3 separate regions of the Sus scrofa genome follow, and regions 2 and 3 are each linked to region 1. A link is a contact called in public HiChIP or PLAC-seq data. All regions are on one chromosome and are shown on one strand. The core of a region is the stretch at or near the end of the contact, and the rest is flanking DNA. Distances in the headings are between cores, read along the strand shown.

The links. HiChIP or PLAC-seq counts read pairs in DNA pulled down with a chosen protein or histone mark.
Region 2: a contact with region 1 is called in an H3K27ac HiChIP or PLAC-seq map of skeletal muscle. The contact joins two enhancer-like sites. A contact is called at or near these places in 1 of 47 Hi-C or Micro-C datasets (embryonic fibroblasts) and 1 of 2 datasets of contacts at active chromatin or transcription factors (skeletal muscle).
Region 3: an H3K27ac HiChIP or PLAC-seq map of alveolar macrophages shows a contact between it and region 1. The contact joins two enhancer-like sites. A contact is called at or near these places in 1 of 47 Hi-C or Micro-C datasets (embryonic fibroblasts) and 1 of 2 datasets of contacts at active chromatin or transcription factors (alveolar macrophages).

The regions. Positions count from the first base shown.
Region 1 is chr11:9,864,090-9,867,684 of Sscrofa11.1, forward strand. The region is part of intron 3 of LOC110255744 (a long non-coding RNA gene); the gene reads right to left. Among named protein-coding and RNA genes, the nearest start is that of STARD13, 130 kb to the left of the region's middle. Within about 2 kb of position 1,997, at least 29 of the 83 cell types and tissues checked have an H3K27ac peak or open chromatin away from gene starts, as enhancers often do. A contact at or near this core is called in alveolar macrophages and skeletal muscle, where this site is marked.
Region 2 is chr11:9,615,611-9,619,205 of Sscrofa11.1, forward strand. All of the region lies in intron 1 of STARD13 (stAR-related lipid transfer protein 13), which reads right to left. Among named protein-coding and RNA genes, the nearest start is that of STARD13, 120 kb to the right of the region's middle. Within about 2 kb of position 1,946, at least 43 of the 83 cell types and tissues checked have an H3K27ac peak or open chromatin away from gene starts, as enhancers often do. A contact at or near this core is called in skeletal muscle, where this site is marked.
Region 3 is chr11:9,658,035-9,661,629 of Sscrofa11.1, forward strand. All of the region lies in intron 1 of STARD13 (stAR-related lipid transfer protein 13), which reads right to left. Among named protein-coding and RNA genes, the nearest start is that of STARD13, 79 kb to the right of the region's middle. Within about 2 kb of position 1,912, at least 25 of the 83 cell types and tissues checked have an H3K27ac peak or open chromatin away from gene starts, as enhancers often do. A contact at or near this core is called in alveolar macrophages, where this site is marked.

The DNA.
Region 1 (3,595 bases), core at 747-3,246:
AAGTAATGATTTTAGTTAATGATACTGTAACAATATTGGTTCATCACCGTAGCAAATGGGTCATGCTAAAGAAGGATGCTAATAATAGGGGAAACTGGGTGTGGGAGTGAAGGGTGAGGAGTATTTGGGAACTTTCTACACTTTTTGCTTAATTTTCCTGTAAACTTAAGATTGCTCTAAAAATGAAGATTTGTTTTTTCCTTTTTTTTTTTTTTTTTTTTTCTTTTTAGGGCTGCACCATTGTATATGGAAGTTCCCAGGTTAGGGGTCGAATTGGAGCTGTGGCTTCTAGCCTATGTCACAGTCACAGCAACGCCAGATCCTTAACCCAATGAGCTAGGCTAGTGATAGAACCCGCATCCTCCTGGATACTAGTCAGGTTCATTACCACTGAGCCACAACGGGAACCCCTAGTTTTTTATTTTTTATTTATTTTATTTTATTTTTTGGCCATGCCCACCACATGCAGAAGCTGTTACAGGGCCAGGGATAGAATCCACGCTATAACAGTGGCAATTCTGGGGTCCTTAACCCAGTGAGCCACCAGGGAACTCCCTAAAATTTAGTTTTTTAAAAGTTAGTTATTTCCTGTATCAACTATATAAAAGCTTGCAGTGCACGTTCAAAAAAAAAAAAAAAAATTCAAGTCCAGAAAATATAAATCTAGGATCTATTCAGCCTCTAACCATTTAGCCCCCAAATCTACAGTTTCCAGCTCAGTCAAAGAAACTAGCCAGAGGGTGACTACACTCAAGGTCAAAGAGTGGGGCTTGTGGAAGAGCCCCATGGGAGAGTTAACATTTGACGCCTCCCCATGAGACCCTGAACGAGTTAGTGCAGATTCCTCAAAGACCGACCAAGTGGTAAACCCAGAAAGACAGAACTACTTTGGGAATGGAATCTGTGCTCATCAGGATATCACACTACCAGTGTTAGCTGCTCACCTCAAAGGTCCCTTTACAACTGGGACAGAAGGCGCTCCAGACCTCCAGCCCTTAGGATGGAAGCACAGCAGACGTTTCCTTCCCCCACTGGATCGAGCACCACCTTCTCAATGCAGCATCTACCAACCTCCCAATCTACAATGCAAACACTCCACCCCTGCCAACTCCTTACCCTCTTTTGCCTTTTTCTTTCTTTTTTTTTTTTTTTTTTTTTGGACTAGCACATTTATCACACTCAGCATATTATACATTTTGCTCAACCTTGCTCATTGTTTTCTCACCTCACTAGTGTAAGTACTAGGAGGAGAGAGATTTTCCTTTTACTCTTGTATCTCAGCCTCTAGAAGGATGAACCTGGCACTCAATATGCCTCCTGTACATATTTGTTAAATTGAAAGAATAAACTAGAACAGGGTCTAAATAGGAAGGTGTATCAGATGCCCAGTTTGCAAGGAATTGAGAAGCAACCAGACCTGATGGAGGCAAACGTCAGAGTGCATGGAAAGGACGTATAAAACAGAACCATTAGAGTTTAAGGCCCTCATGCTCTATCTCCCCAGGCCTTTGCACTAGCTTTCTCAGTTTATTTTTGACACACTGCATTGGGTCATCACCTATTACCAGTAAAAAAAGAGTTGAAAGGAGAACAGGGGTCAACAAGATTGGATGATAGGACTGCAATCCGCCAGACTGGCTGGAGGCTTGAGCGAAATAGCTTTTGGATTGAAGCGGAGCCCTTGCTTGGCTTTTTTCACTCTCATTAGCAAAATAAGGGTGACCAGTTGGCCACCTAGGACAACTGCCAAATAGAGAACTTCTGTGACACATTCTATAGAGATTTAATTTCAAGGTTTTTTTCTGCCGCCACACCAGAAAAAGAAATAGCCATCCCAAACCACTTAAATACAGTAGGAAACATAAAAACAAATGCACCCCAAGAGAGTAAGGACTGTACTTAGGGTTCCCACGACAAATCTTCCAAAATCAACAGTGTGGTTTCGTTGAATGTTATCAAAGCTTACGAGCCATACATTCCCACGACATGACTCAGGGACTTTATTTCCTGCCTTCACTTCCTTCAGCTCGGGACCTCACTGAGAGCTTGGCTTTCGTGTGTAGCAATGTAGATATTTCTAGCTTAGCTCGCGTAGACCATAAAAACTGCTCAGAGAATGAATACGCAACGTGTGAGAAGCAAATCAGAAATTTCCCTATTTCATCCACTTTTGTAATTGTACTTCCAATTAAAAAAATATTCACATCAGCTTTTCCTATCACATAAGGTTTTCTCTGATATCACTTGAAACTTTGGAAAGAAGTGTTTCTGTTTTACGTTAGAGAATTGTTATGAAAATGCTAACTTAATAGGAGTTTCTCTATACGGGGAACTATCTGAAAAACCCTCAAAGATAAATGATAAACATTTACAAGAGCGGCATGAGCTCCCAAGTTAAAGGACTGAAAAACTTGAACACTCTCTTCATGTGGATCTCTTACTTTCTTACCAGGCTTGAGTAAAATATTTAAATATTTATGTCTCAGTTTTACCATCTTCTAAACAGGATAGAAATACTTGCTGTGTATATATGACCTTTGAGTAAAGCTGGTAGAAAGAAGGAGGAGGTTATGGATGGTTCTGAATTGTTTTGAATTATTCCTTGTCTTCTCCCCTTCTCCTATAATGGATGATTTAAATCTTTTTTCATCTCGGGCAAAACATCTTTCTACATTTATTACATTGTATCATTTATTTCAGACAAGGAGGTCTTTGAAGCAAGTTTTAAAATAAGAAAATACAACAGCATAGTTACTAACATAATAATGAGAATTGTTACTACTAAATTAATTAGAATAATTGGTCAGTTCCTAAAATACCCTCATGGTAGCAATTTCCTTTGGGTCTCATTCTTAATGTGCAGATCTCTCCCGAACACATCATCCTACTTGATTATGCAGCAATTTCCCGTCTTCTCATACATGATATTAATATTAGCATTCAGTAATTTATTCATGTTAACTACTTGTGTCATATTAAGTTCTTTGTCTGAATAACTTGTATGACAAGACACATTATAAAATATATATTTTTTTTCTTCTGGCCATGCCCACAGGATGTGGAAGTTCCTAGGCCAGGGATTGAATCACCCCACAGCTGTAACCAGAGTAATAGCTACGACACCAGATCCTTTACCCTCTGAGCCTTGAGGGAATTCCATAATATGGTTTTAAGTATTAAACATATAAATGACTTCCACTTTTGTTAACTCTCTTTTTACAATACCTAGGACAGAGGAATATACAGAAAAGTGCATTTATTTTATTTTATTGTATTTTGGCCATGCCTGTGGCATGCAGAAGTTTTGGGGCCAGAAACTGAACCCATGCCACAGCAGCAACCCAGGCAACTGTAGTGATAACTCTGACGCGCCGTAAGAGAAATCTGAAAAGTGCTTTTAAATTTTATAATTTTGCTACTGCTGCTAATATAGTTTCTGCATATTCATTGCTGGGTTTTTTTGGTTGTCTTTTGTTTTATTGGCTATTCCTGAGCAAGTTCCCGAGCCAATGATCAAACCTGCACCCCACAGTGACCTCAGCCACAGCAGTGACAACACCAGATCCTTAACAGTTAGGCCGTCAGGGAACACCCC
Region 2 (3,595 bases), core at 696-3,195, 250 kb before region 1:
ACTGAGAACCTCCATGTGCCGCAGATGCGGACCCCAAAAAAAAAAAAAAAAAAGGAGGGTCAAGAGAAGCCTCTGAATGATGAGCAAGACTTGTTAAGAAAGGGAGAAAAGGAATATTCCAGGAAGCAAACAAATGACTTTAAGGTTTTTAAAGCATTTTCACATATATTATGCCACTTGACCTCCATAACAACCTTAAGTGATAAGGTATACATATCGCATCATATTACATATTCTCATACTGTAGCAGAAGAACTATGAGTCGGTGGGGTTAAGTGACTTGCCCAAGGTCACACAATCGAGTGGCATGGCTCACAGGGCAGCTGCGCTTTAAGAATTCAAACTCAGCGAACAGTGCCCACAGGGATGGTTTTGTCTGGAGTGTAGTGGTATTAGCAGCTGAACTTGGCAGGTGCGACTTCTGACTTCTGACTCCTGATGTCATCTGCACTATACTAAGCTGTTATATTTATCACTTAAAATGAAAATGGTTCAAAAATGAGAATACACTAACAGCTCCTATTTTTTAATATTGTATATACTGTTGCTTTTATTGGAATATTTTAGAGATTCTCTATGTATACACACAAATATCCATATCTTATATGAAGATGAGTATGATTTATTTGAATATGATATATATGTCTATATAAACGTTAGAAAATATTAGGTGACAGTTTGCATTATTATCCACTTACTGGAATTAGGAATTCTAAAAATTATGTATATTTAAGCACACCAGATCAGGGCAGACTGCACCCATTTTAACCTAGCTTCTACAACTTCAACCTGTTTGAGAGAATGCCTGTTATTTCACAATGCAAGGAACTGTGATGAGAAAATCAAACGATAATTACAAACAGAAAAAAGATTAGTACAAGTAGCTTCAAGAGCAGGCTACTGCAAGCAAAAGCATCACTGTATAAGATTACAGAATTTTGTTTTCAGTGACCAGAGTTTTTCAGCTTTTTCAGTCTAAGGACACAGAGGCAACTTGATAAGTGACACACATGCTAAAAACTAACAGCACAGGACACAATATAAATATCTTGCTGACATCTGAAATGTCTCTGGGCGTCAAAGAGATGGCTGGAGTGATTCGCTGTATTTTTAAGCAGTGACACAGATTTATTAGAAGGTTATTCTTTTCCTCAAGGTTGCCGAGGTAGGCAGCATAAGAGGAGCGGCTGAAATCCAAGGCTTCTGACTGTTACCTTGGTCCCTGCAATAAATTCAAAGTGTCTTCATCAGGCCTGACAGGACACTGTCAGAAATTGGCATTCTTTCACACATTAGAAAAATGGGTCTGGATGCTATCCTGTCACCTGTCAGCATATGTCAGCGCATGTGAGCTCAGCACTCGCAGAACATACTGGCGGGCGTATCTGACCCTCACAGACAGATAAGGTATACATCACAGAGAGTATGTTCCAGAATCTCCGAAAGGCCGTCTCGCACACATCTCTAAACAACTGCATAAGCAGAAGCGAGTCTACAGAGAATTCCGTCCACTGATATTCTCTCCCCCCGCCCCCTTAAATCTAGACTCTAGAAACAAGTTAAGCTTCTGAAAAGACAGTAAGACAAAATGTGCAACTTTCAGTTTCTGACTGCCCGAATAAGACAAGACATCAACGTGGCATTTATTACGAAACGTGTGGAAAGGGGGCCCTGTAGAAAGCGTGTGGTTGCTCGGAACAGCGCCACCTCATTCAAAGGTGCCAGGAACACTAACGAGACCAGGATGTCAGCAAAGGCAGAAAGAGATCAATACTCGGCCCCATTCGTACTTGTCCCACCACCGGGCACTCTGCTGACTCTATGTAAATGAAATCAATCAGCAAGGATTTCTGTAAATGCAAAAAACAGTTGTCCTCTAGACTCGGCCCGAAGATAAATGATTCCAGACGTTGGACGGCAGCCACTTTCCCACACATGCTCTGAAGTTCTGACATCCATATTGGGCCATAACACTGAGTGGTTTCTGCTTCTGCCAGTTTACGGCCTGTGCTTCTTCCACTTCTGGTTGGGACTCCACGGCTTGCTAACGCCAGCACAAAGTAAGTCCCTTTTCGCCTGTGTCAATTTTAAGAGAACTGCCTTTTCTAACACAGGGGATCCTGTGATCCCCCTCCAAACTTTCTGCTACTGCTTGTGTAAACGTATCATTCCAAATCACTGCTTTAGATCTCTTTGGAATGAGACACATCCCAGCCTAATAAAACACATGATATGGGACATGAAATGCAGATGTCTTAGGTGTAACACACAATAACAAACAGCACAAGTCCAACTTTGTTTGAAAACTAAGACGTTTGAAAATGTATTAAACATATCCAGCAGGATTGTTTTCTATGGCAGTTTATAAAGAAGATCCAGACGCAGCTTTCTTTAAAAACTATGTCAACACAATAACATTAGGAGGAAAGGCATATAGAAGTTTAGCTCATGTTCACGGCTATTTCTGCAACTGATCTCAGGGAGTTAAGTACCCAATAGACAGCATTTTCTGCCAGCCTCTCACATCTGAGAGGACACTTTCTCGCTCAGTTGCCTTTGAGGAAAGATACAGGTAATTCTGCCCATAGTTCAAAAAAATAAGAAAGAAAACCTGATATCAGTATCTTTACACTAACTGAGATAAAACAATTTTCTGAGGTTAAAGTAAATAAATCTTACTGTAAGTTTCAAATGTTTTTAAAGTGAATAATCAAAAGGAGAGCCACTGCTTTAAATCTTAAATCAAATTCTTGCTACAAGATCGTCCCTCTAAATATCAAGGACACCCAAAGAACACTTTATACACATCCATAACACAACTCCCAGTATAAATAGGAAATAAGTGTTGTCTTACCCATGCCAGGGCCTCTTCAATGGAATACAAACTTACTTTGTTTAAAAACGTCCTTAAGCTGTGCTGTACCTTTGAAACAAAACCATTCTTGTCTTCATTTCATTTTCTGCTTTCTTGAAAATCGCGTCTCTGAAACTGACAGATGGTGCATCTGTCGCTGAGTGTTTCCTCTTGGTTATCTCTGCCAGCTAATATTTCCCCCGTGCTTAGCTGTTGTCAGTGAGACTGTTCCACATCCTTCTAGCCTGGTCAATGCTGTGCCTGGTCTGAGGGTGGTTTTGGCCCCGCCTCTAGCTCTAAGAGAAAAACGAAAACTCACAGCTGGATTTCCTATAAATCCTCTCCTTTAAAACTGGCTCAGTAGCTACGGCACGTACCAGAGGAAAAAAGCTGCTGGTCTGTCCCAGACCAAGAGGGGCGATCCTCGTTTAGGGGTCTCCCCCGGCAAGGGTGTAGGTTATATAACAAATCCCATGGTAAGTTGTCCTCAAACTTCAGAGGACAGGAGGGAGGGTTTTCAACCAGGCGTAGGTTTTTCCATGCCTACAGAGACTCGAAAGATGCCCATGACTGAAACACACACACACACACACACACACACACACACACACACACACACACACACGCATGTGCCCATGACGGGATAACTCTGAACATGTTAAAATTATGAAAACTGATTCCAAGGAAAAAAATGGAAAAGGAAAAAAAATGCCGAAACAGGACATTATAAAACTGGTGTAC
Region 3 (3,595 bases), core at 662-3,161, 210 kb before region 1:
ATTCATTTTACAATAAACCTAAGTAGCACTGAGGGTGGGGCCAGATTTTCCCAAAATGGCCACTTCCAGAGAAAGGCATGCTGATCAATATTCCCAAGAGCTTTGCCTCGATTGTCCTTTCCCCACAACAAGCCACATTCACCCCTGTTTTCCCAGGAGCTCCTCCAAGAACTGCAGTCAGGTTTGACCCAGAGTCCTATGGAGACTTTGCTTTGCCCTGGGACCCAGTGCACATGAAAGTCTGTGTGGGCCCTTTAAGAATAGGGTCTCTGTTTCCCCCAGTCCCGTGGAGCTCCTGCACACAAGCCCCACTGGCCTTCAATGCCAGATGCTCTAGGGGCTCTTTCTCCCAGTGCCAGATCCCCACACGTGGGGGTTTGATGTGGTGCTCAGAGCTCTCACTCCTGTAGGTGAGTCTCTGTGAACCAGTTAGTTTCCAGTCTGTGGGGCTTCCCACCTGGGAGGTATGGGGTTGCTTATATTGTGTAATCGCCACTCCTACTTCTTGATGTGGCCTCCTCTTTGTCTTCTGGAGTAGGATATCTTTTTGAAAGTGTCTGGTCATTTGGTTGATGACTGCTCAGTATTTGGTTGCAAATTTTGTTGTTTTTAGGAGAGAGGGTGAGCTCCAGTCCTTCTATTCTGCCATCTTAATCCTATCTCAATGCACTGTCAGCTATATGAAGACCAAGTTCTCGTCTGCCTTGCTCACTGTGAATCCTGGCACCTAGCACAGGGCCAGGCATGGTGTAGTAGCTCAATACACTTTGAACACATGACTGCACAAAAGGATGGGAAAATGGGACAGGACTGGGAAAGAAAGAGAAGGAAGACATCATAAAGGAAGGAGAGAAAACAGGATGGGCTCAGCAAGATGTAAAGTTTGGAATCTAAGATGCTTAGTGACAAGTTATGTAATGTCTCGGAGTCTCAGATTTTTAATTGCAAAATATCATTATCAACCTCACATGACGGAGCAGAGAATTAAAGGAGATGGTATATGGGCAAATAGCTAGTGTCCAGGATGTGGGAGCCAGCACAGGTTGACAGGTTTCCTTGGCTCCAATCTGAGGGCTGCCAGTGTGATCACATCAATAAGATGATGTGACTCTGAACCCTCTCAGGCCACTGGAGTCTTTGGGCCTTGTCTTCTTTGCACTACCTCTTTCCAAATGAATCACTTCATTAAAATGGAAGCTCTACAAACGCAGGGTGCCAGATTAGCATGCTGCATCCAGCCCAGCTGCGGTCGTCATGAGAAAACCCTGTGCCTTCAGCACAGATGTAGAGACTGAATAGCCACTGTTTGTAGACCTTTTGGTTTCAGAGTCGTTTATTTTTGTATTTTCAAAGAGGAAGTATCTGAGACATCATTATGTCAGCAACATGTAATAGGCTGGTAGACTCTTAGGAAGTGGACACCCATGTTTATACTTCTCAAAGTTTCTTTTTGTCACAAGGTCTAACTGGCTGTCGGTAGCAAGTAAAGCCATATCTATACGTTGGGTTACTTCTTCCCCTAGGGTAAGCCATAACGAAAAAATTTTTAACATAGATGAGAATTTTGAAAGCTATTTCTGCAAGCCTCAGATCTGGCACGCTGTTTAGCTTATCAGGTAAGGCTGCTACTTAAATAAGTAACATCTAATCCTGGATATAATTTCAAAAGTTAATTCACTTCCTTTTCAAAATAGACCAACCAGGAGTTCCCATCATGGCTCAGTGGGTAACGAACCCAACTAGTATCTGTGAGGATGTGCGTTCAATCCCTGGCCTTGCTCAATGGGTTAAGGATCCGGCATTGCCGTGAGCTGTGGCGTAAGTCGCAGACGCAGCTTGGATCTGGTGTTGCTGTGGTTGTGGTAGAGGCCGATGGCTGTAACCCTTAGCCTGGGAACCTCCATATGCCGTGGGTGTGGCCGTAAAAAGACCAAAACCAAAACCAAAACCAACCAAAAACCGTCTCCAGCAAAACCCTACCTTTGCAAATTTCTGATAAAGCCCCCAAAATCCGAACAAACAGGTTTTATTCATCCCGAAAGGCTTCAGATGTAAAAATAATCACATATTAAACAAGGCATTTAGATCACTACTGTGTTTATATTTTCCATATGATACACGGTCCTCTCGCGCCTAAAAAAGGAAACCCCATCACCTTCTACTTCAATTTATTCTGGTTGAATGTATGATTTATCTGAGACTGTGGGTAGCTTTTATGTCTCAGAGGCTGCCCTTTATTTGGAATTCGCTGCCTTTAATCTGCTCTTGGTTGCTCCACCCCCGTGTCCTGCCTATTTTTGACAAGAGGGCGATGAGAACATGGGTGAGGCTGGCTGGGATGGCCTCAGGCCTCAAGAGGCCGCCTCGGCGCGGGCAGCAGCGATAAAGGAGTGCTAGACATTCCATGTGCAACACTGAAATAGCTGCACACCAGTCCCCTGTCATTTGCTTTAACCACACTGAGTCCTAAGAAGGTTTTCGCTCTGCAGGCTGTATTTAGTTCTCCCCCTCTGCATATTTTTGCATGTACTCAACAGTTTCAGTTTTGAATAGGTCTCACTTTATAAATCCCGACGTTCAAGGCCTAGACACAGAACATTTCTAATACGATGTTGAAGCAGTTGGCAGAAAACCAATGTTGTCACCATAAACAGTACTGACCCAGCAGGTATGTACGTGTCTCTCCTGAATTACAGGTGAACTGCTCAAAATCAATTCACGGAAGATCTCATGATCCACGAAGAAGAACATTTGTTTAGATGGTTTTATAACTTTTCCCACATCAAATAATTCAGCAATATGTTCATTTGAAAGTGCTTTTCCCATTAAATTGGATCCTGTGCATTTCACAGGTCATAATCCTGCCGGTGTGCAGGATTTAGGATTGTGAAGGACAGAGACGTGTTTCTTTTGCAGGGGAGCACCAGAGAGACTGGTGGGTTAGAGAATGTCAGTGCCCACGCGGTGCCCACTCTACTCACTGCACAGAAGATCGGGCCCATCCCTGTCACATCCCCTAGATCACAATGTCATACGGGTAACTCTGAGAACCACAACAGAGTCCTACCTTTAAACCAGGGCACTGCGTTTGTGCCCCACCTGCCCCATCTCCACGGTCCTGCAGAAAGCATGGCATTGGCAGTCTTAAGATGACTGTGGACAACCTGCACTTCCTAACAGACGTCTGAGACCCTGGTGGAAACATAGGTGCCATCTTCCTCTTTCAGTCATGGCTTCTTTTTTTTTTTTTGGTCTTTTTTAGGGCTGCACCTGTGGCGGCATATGGAAGTTCTCAGGGGTAGGGGTTGAGTTGGAACTGCACCTGCAGGCCTAAGACACAGCCACAGCAATACTGGATCCGAGCCACGTCTGTGACCTACACCACAGCTCATAGCAACGCCAGATCCTCAACCAATAAGCGAGGCCAGGGATCATACCCGAGTCCTCATGGATACTAGTCAGGTTCATTACCTCTGAGCCACAACGGGATCTTCCTCAGTCATGGTTTTATGCTCACCATTCCTACCCCACTCTTCAGCTTCCTGCAATTAAGGATAGATCCTAACACAAAACTCATTTTTAAAAATATTTTAAG